Regions from separate parts of the Mus musculus genome. Here region 2 is linked to region 1. The links are chromatin contacts, called in public HiChIP or PLAC-seq maps. All regions are on one chromosome and are shown on one strand. Each heading gives the region's core, a stretch centred on a gene start, on an enhancer-like site or on the middle of the called end of the contact. The rest is flanking DNA. Distances are from core to core; before and after follow the strand shown.

The links. HiChIP or PLAC-seq counts read pairs in DNA pulled down with a chosen protein or histone mark.
Region 2: an H3K27ac HiChIP or PLAC-seq map of extraembryonic endoderm stem cells shows a contact between it and region 1, with 5 times the contacts expected there. The contact joins the promoter of AW549542 here to the promoter of Hrk in region 1. A contact is called at or near these places in 2 of 39 promoter capture datasets (liver and pre-B cells) and 2 of 115 datasets of contacts at active chromatin or transcription factors (embryonic stem cells and extraembryonic endoderm stem cells).

What each region holds. Positions count from the first base shown.
Region 1 is chr5:118,168,320-118,171,019 of GRCm38.p6, forward strand. It overlaps Hrk (harakiri, BCL2 interacting protein (contains only BH3 domain)), which reads left to right and starts at 1,445. Exons shown (of 2, transcript NM_007545.2): 1 at 1,445-1,809. The coding sequence starts at 1,464. The coding sequence ends at 1,742.
Region 2 is chr5:119,579,045-119,581,744 of GRCm38.p6, forward strand. AW549542 (expressed sequence AW549542) reads right to left here and starts at 1,314. Exons shown (of 5, transcript NR_045702.1): 1 at 1,217-1,314.

The DNA of each region.
Region 1 (2,700 bases), core at 195-2,694:
GAGTTCATAGTTTCTTATCTTTTGGGTTTTAGTTATTTATTTTGGTTTTTTGAGACAGGGTTTTTCTGTGTAGCCCTGGCTGTCCTGGAACTCACTCTGTAGACCAGGCTGGCCTCGAACTCAGAAATCTGCCTGCCTCTGCCTCCCAAGTGTTGGGATTAAAGGCGTGTACAACCACTGCTCGACTTGTTTTCTGTTTGAATACGTCTGTCTATCTCCTATCTATCTATCTATCTATCTATCTATCTATCTATCTATCTATCTATCTATCTATCTATCTTATGTGCATACACATAGGGTAGTACATATGGAGGTCAGAGGACAATCTGTGGGTATCAGATTTCTGTCTTTGGAACACACGGATTCACAGGACTGAAATTAAGTCATCAGGTTCGGTTGCAAGCACCTTTACCCACAGAGGCATCCCTGACTCTTTGGGGTTTTTAAATAAAGGATTCTCTCTGTAACTGTGGCTGGCCTGAAACCACTATATGGACCAGGTTGTATATGGACCACTTCCCTGCTCCTTCAGGCCCCAATCCCAAAGCTGTCCAAAATCCAGTGGCTTGGACATGGTGGGCGGGTCTCTCTAGCACCCTAAGGAGTCCCAGGAGCCTCCTCACTGGTCGGCACCCTCCCCAGAGGACTTCCCAGGCTGGAGCTGGAGCAAAACTGGATTGGTCTTCCTTTGGGTTAGGTAACCTCACTGGGCACCAAGGCAAAGCCTTACAGGGTCGCCAGCAAACTCTGACCCCGTTTGAAAAGATAAAGCCTACAAAGTAAGCAGGCTGCAAGAACTTCTCTCTAGAACCACGTTCTTGGGTGGGGGGTGGGGGGTGGGGAGATGTCTTGAGTGCAAAGGCGACTCGCCCAAGTTGGAGTCCAACCCATCCCGGGTCCCCCGCCTTCATTTCAGGGTTCAGGCTCCCACCCCGGGGTGCGCTTAAGTCAGGTCACCAGAAGGGGGTGCGAACGCGTGTCAGGAATGTGTGCACCCACCCGGAGGCTGACAGGTGCGGAGGCTGTCCCGAAACAGGGCAAGTCGGCTTGAACCCTGCCTCCCACCACCCAGGCCACACAACAGCCCGGGGATCTTTTCGCATTACGGCCGAATTCTCCCGGAGCTCAATTCACAGTGCGCACCGAGCTGGCTTTCCAGGCTATCTCCGAGCTGGAGCCTCCCGCAGCCCGGGAAGCGAAACAGCGGACCCCGGGCCAGCATTCCCGAAGCCCCGCATCCCTGCCTGTCCCCGCCCTGCCGGCGTCTCGAGGGTTAAAAGTTACCTCTCGGCTTTTTCTCCTGCACACACTCCCCACCCCCCGGGCCGGATGATGTAACCCCCTCCCCGCGCCCTCCCCGCCCCCTCCACCATGTGACACTTTAATTAATAATAGCGCCGTCAGCACAACAAACGCGCGGTGAAGGGCGAAACTTGGGGTCCAGGGAGGCTCCTCCGCACGCCATGTGCCCGTGTCCCCGGCATCGCGGCCGCGGGCCCCCGGCCGTGTGCGGTTGCGGCGACGCTCGCCCCGGGCTGCGCTGGGCGGCGGCGCAGGTGACCGCGCTGCGGCTGCAGGCGCTGGGCGACGAGCTGCACCGACGCGCCATGCGGCGTCGCGCGCGGCCCCGGGACCCGCTGCCCGCGCTGCTGCCCGCGCTCCGCGCCCGCTGGCCCTGGCTGTGCGCGGCCGCGCAGGTGGCGGCGCTGGCGGCCTGGCTGCTCGGCAGGCGGAGCGCGTAGGCGGCGCGCGCGGGGCCTTCTTGGTGGGGGGGACCGGAGCCGAGACCCAGCCCGGACCGAGCAACAGGTACGCGGGCAAGCGGGCGGGAGAGCGACAGCGACAGCGGGAGCCAGGGCTCCTCGGCGAGGAACAGCGGACCCGGTCTCCTACTCTTCGCTTGCCCTCTGTCCCTCTTTATCCAGACCCCGAGTATCTGCTCCGCCTCATCCCCCCTACTCTCTCTCTCTCTCTCTCTCTCTCTCTCTCTCTCTCTCCCTCTCCCTCCCTCTCTTCCCTCATTCTCTCTCCTCCTCCCTCTGTTCCTCTCTCCTTTCTCTCTTCTCTTCCTCCCTTCTCCTTCCCCCTCTCTCTTCTCTCCCTCTCTCTCTTCCTCCCTCCTTCCTCTCTCTCCCTCTCTCCTTCCCTCCTTCATCTCTCTCCTCTCTTCTTTCCCTCCACTCTCCATCTCCACTCTCTCCCCCTCTCTCCTTCCTCTCCCTTTCCTTTCCCTCTCTCTCTCCTCTTTTTCCTTCCCTCCTCCCCTTCTCCTTCCTCTCCCTTTCCTTTCCCTCTCTCTCTCCTCTTTTTCCTTACCTCCTCCCCCTCTCCTCCCGCTCCCCTGTCTCTGTTCTGTCTTCACTCTCCCCCCCCTCCCCACTCCTCTCTCTTCTCCCTCACTCTCATCTCTCTTCAGTGTTTTCACTCTCTTCTTTCTCCAATCCCCTGGCTCACGTTATTCTTCCCCTTGTGTAGCTCTCCTCTGCCTTTCCACTTTCTCCTGTTTTCCCTTTCTCCAGTCTGCTTTCTCTCTCCTCTCCCACTACCCCGTGTCCCCCCTTCCTTCTCCACCTCTCTCTCTCTCCCCCCCTTCTCTCTCTCCTCACTGTCCCCTCTCTCCTTTCTCCCTCTTCTCTCTCCTCCTCCTTCCTCTGCAGCATAGTGGTTTTAGAAGGACGTAAGCCACCACAATCGCTGCCA
Region 2 (2,700 bases), core at 64-2,563, 1.4 Mb after region 1:
AACACTGTGGTATAAATGAAGCTTGGTAGTTAAGCCTGTAACCCAGGCAGCTGGAAGGTAGAGGTGGGAGGATCACGACTTTGAGTCTGTGGTAAGGTGAAGGCCAACCTATGCTATATGAGACACTATGATATTTTAAGAGAGAGAGAGAGAAAGAGAGAACAACTCAGCATAGAGATTGGAATATGCTAACAGACAACGGGTAATGGAGACAGGCAGCACACAAAGTAATGGAGAGTGGTCCCAGAGTCTCCACCTAGAGCCAAGCCCAGACTCCTCTGTCCCTAGTTTCCCAGGCACAGGGGCCTAGGTAAATTTGTCTTCTGTTCAACTGCCTCATAGACCTCTTTCCACTCTGCTACTGTACCCGGGTCCATCAAGCTCTGGGAGAGAGCACCTCCCTAACCCTAGGCCAGGAAGATCAGAAGCTAAAACTCAAAGCGAGGAGGTGGGTGTGGTGGCACATGACTGCCATTCCAACACTTGGGAGGCTGGGGCAGGAGGATTTCTGTGAGTTCAAGGCAAGTCTGGACTACACTGTGAGTTCTGTCAGAATGGCATAGAAAGACTCTCAAAAATAAATAGATAAATAAATAAATAAATAAATAAATAAATAAATAAATAAATGGTGGGGGTGGGAGGAGGATTAGAAGTTGAAGGCCAGCATTGACTACATAGCAATTTGGATGGAGTCCAGCCTGGGCTATAAAGTGCAAAGCCCAGTTGTTACAAAGAGTACTTGATGGTAGCAACACTGGTTGGTTAAAAGCCATCAAGCCATAAATTGAGCCATCTTGAGACAGACTGGGTTCAAAATCTTCAGTTGCTATTGTTAGAAATTTCAGTCAGGTTGCCACTGGTTCTCCAGGGTCACAAGTTACTTAGCATGGCTAATCTCTGACAGAAGGCCACTCCTAGGAGAAGTCCTGACACACCCTATGGGACACCTTTGCAGACAGGGCAGGGCAGGCTTCCAAGGTGCCTTTTTGACAACTTGGAGCGATGGAGATTGAACCAAAATGCAAAGCAGACAGGTACTTGGAATCAAATGGCTTAACAATGGTGTTTTTCCTAAAGCCTAAGCCAGTTTATCTCCAAGCAGAGGGAGTTTTCTAAAGTCAGAAGATGGAGATAATACACAAAGCCCTTAATGCGGAAGTCTAAACAACCCACCCCATCATTATCTCTTCCAGAACAATCACAGCCCAGAGTCTACCTGGTTTATTGTTGCAGCCAAACGGAAGGGAGGGTCGGGGGTGTAGCTCAATGGTTGAACACTTGCCCAGCTTGGTTGAAGATCTTTGGGTCTTCACTGTAATAAGGAAAAGAAAGCAACAGATACAAGTTTTATCCTAGATGGCTCTTCAACGCATCACCTTGAAATAAAGTAAAATCGTGGGGCTATATAGGATTCTGTTTCTGCCTCGGTTTTAGAATAGGCAAAGCTAACAGACTGGGTGGAGGGACAGCCTGCCCTGGTGGCTGAGGGGCAGGAAGAAAGGAGGCGAGAATGTTATCTCTTCTGATAAGGGCTCTAGCTACAGCCCTGCGTGCACTTGTCAATATTTAGAGAATGGTGCCCTTAAGCTTTAAGCATTTCTCTGTGTGTAAATTTCCTCTCAGAAAACAAGCAAACCTTGAACTCTAGCTAGCGATGTGCATTGCTGAAGTGCTGGAGGGTGAGGAAGCCAATGCTCAAACCTGACCAAATGCCAAAAGAAAAAAAAAAAAGAAAAGAAAGAAAAACAAACCCTCAGATGAATAAATGGATGGTAAAGCCATATACAACTGACAAAAATCTAAGGAATCTATATTGTGGGCAAACGAATGGTCACAGCACAATTTGGTGTTGTTTTTTTAAAAAATCATTATTATTACATGTATTGATTGATTGGGCCAAGGCACACATGGGGAGATCAGAGGACAACCTACTGGAGTTGGCCCTCTCTTTCTACTGTGTGGATCCTAGAGATCAAAGTCAGGACATCAAGCTTAGCCACAAGCACCTTTTACCCACTGAGCCATCTGGTCGACCCACAATTTATTTATTTGTGTACACACAGACACACCTATATTTTTAACTCATTAACTTTGCTCCTTGACAGTTTTTGTATGTATGTAATGTATGCTAGCTTCTGGCCACTGTCACCCTCCCACGCTTTTAGTCCCCTTCCCCTTTGTCACACACCACACACACACACACACACACACACACACACTCACACACAAATCCTTTTGTGTTTGGGTGTGTGGCTGTGGGTTTGGTGCTAATGCATGGTGGCTGGTGGGTTCAGCTGAAGACCATGTGTGTACCCATCAATCAACCACAGTTCAGCAGAGCCAAGGTCCCTCATCCTGCTATTCAACCCAAGACTGATAAGAGCAACAGGCCCGAGGCTTGCCCAAACATTTTTTTTTTTTTCGGTTTTTCGAGACAGGGTTTCTCTGTATAGCCCTGGCTGTCCTGGAACTCTGTAGACCAGACTGGTCTCAAACTCAGAAATCTGCCTGCCTCTGCCTCTTAAGTGCTAGGATTAAAGGTGTGCGCCATTACCACCCAGCTTTCTTTCTTTCTTTTTTTTTTTTTTTTTGGTTTTTTGAGACAGGGTTTCTCTATAGCCCTAGCTGTCCTGGAACTCACTTTGTAGACCAGGCTGGCCTCGAACTCAGAAATCCACCTGCCTCTGCCTCCCGAGTGCT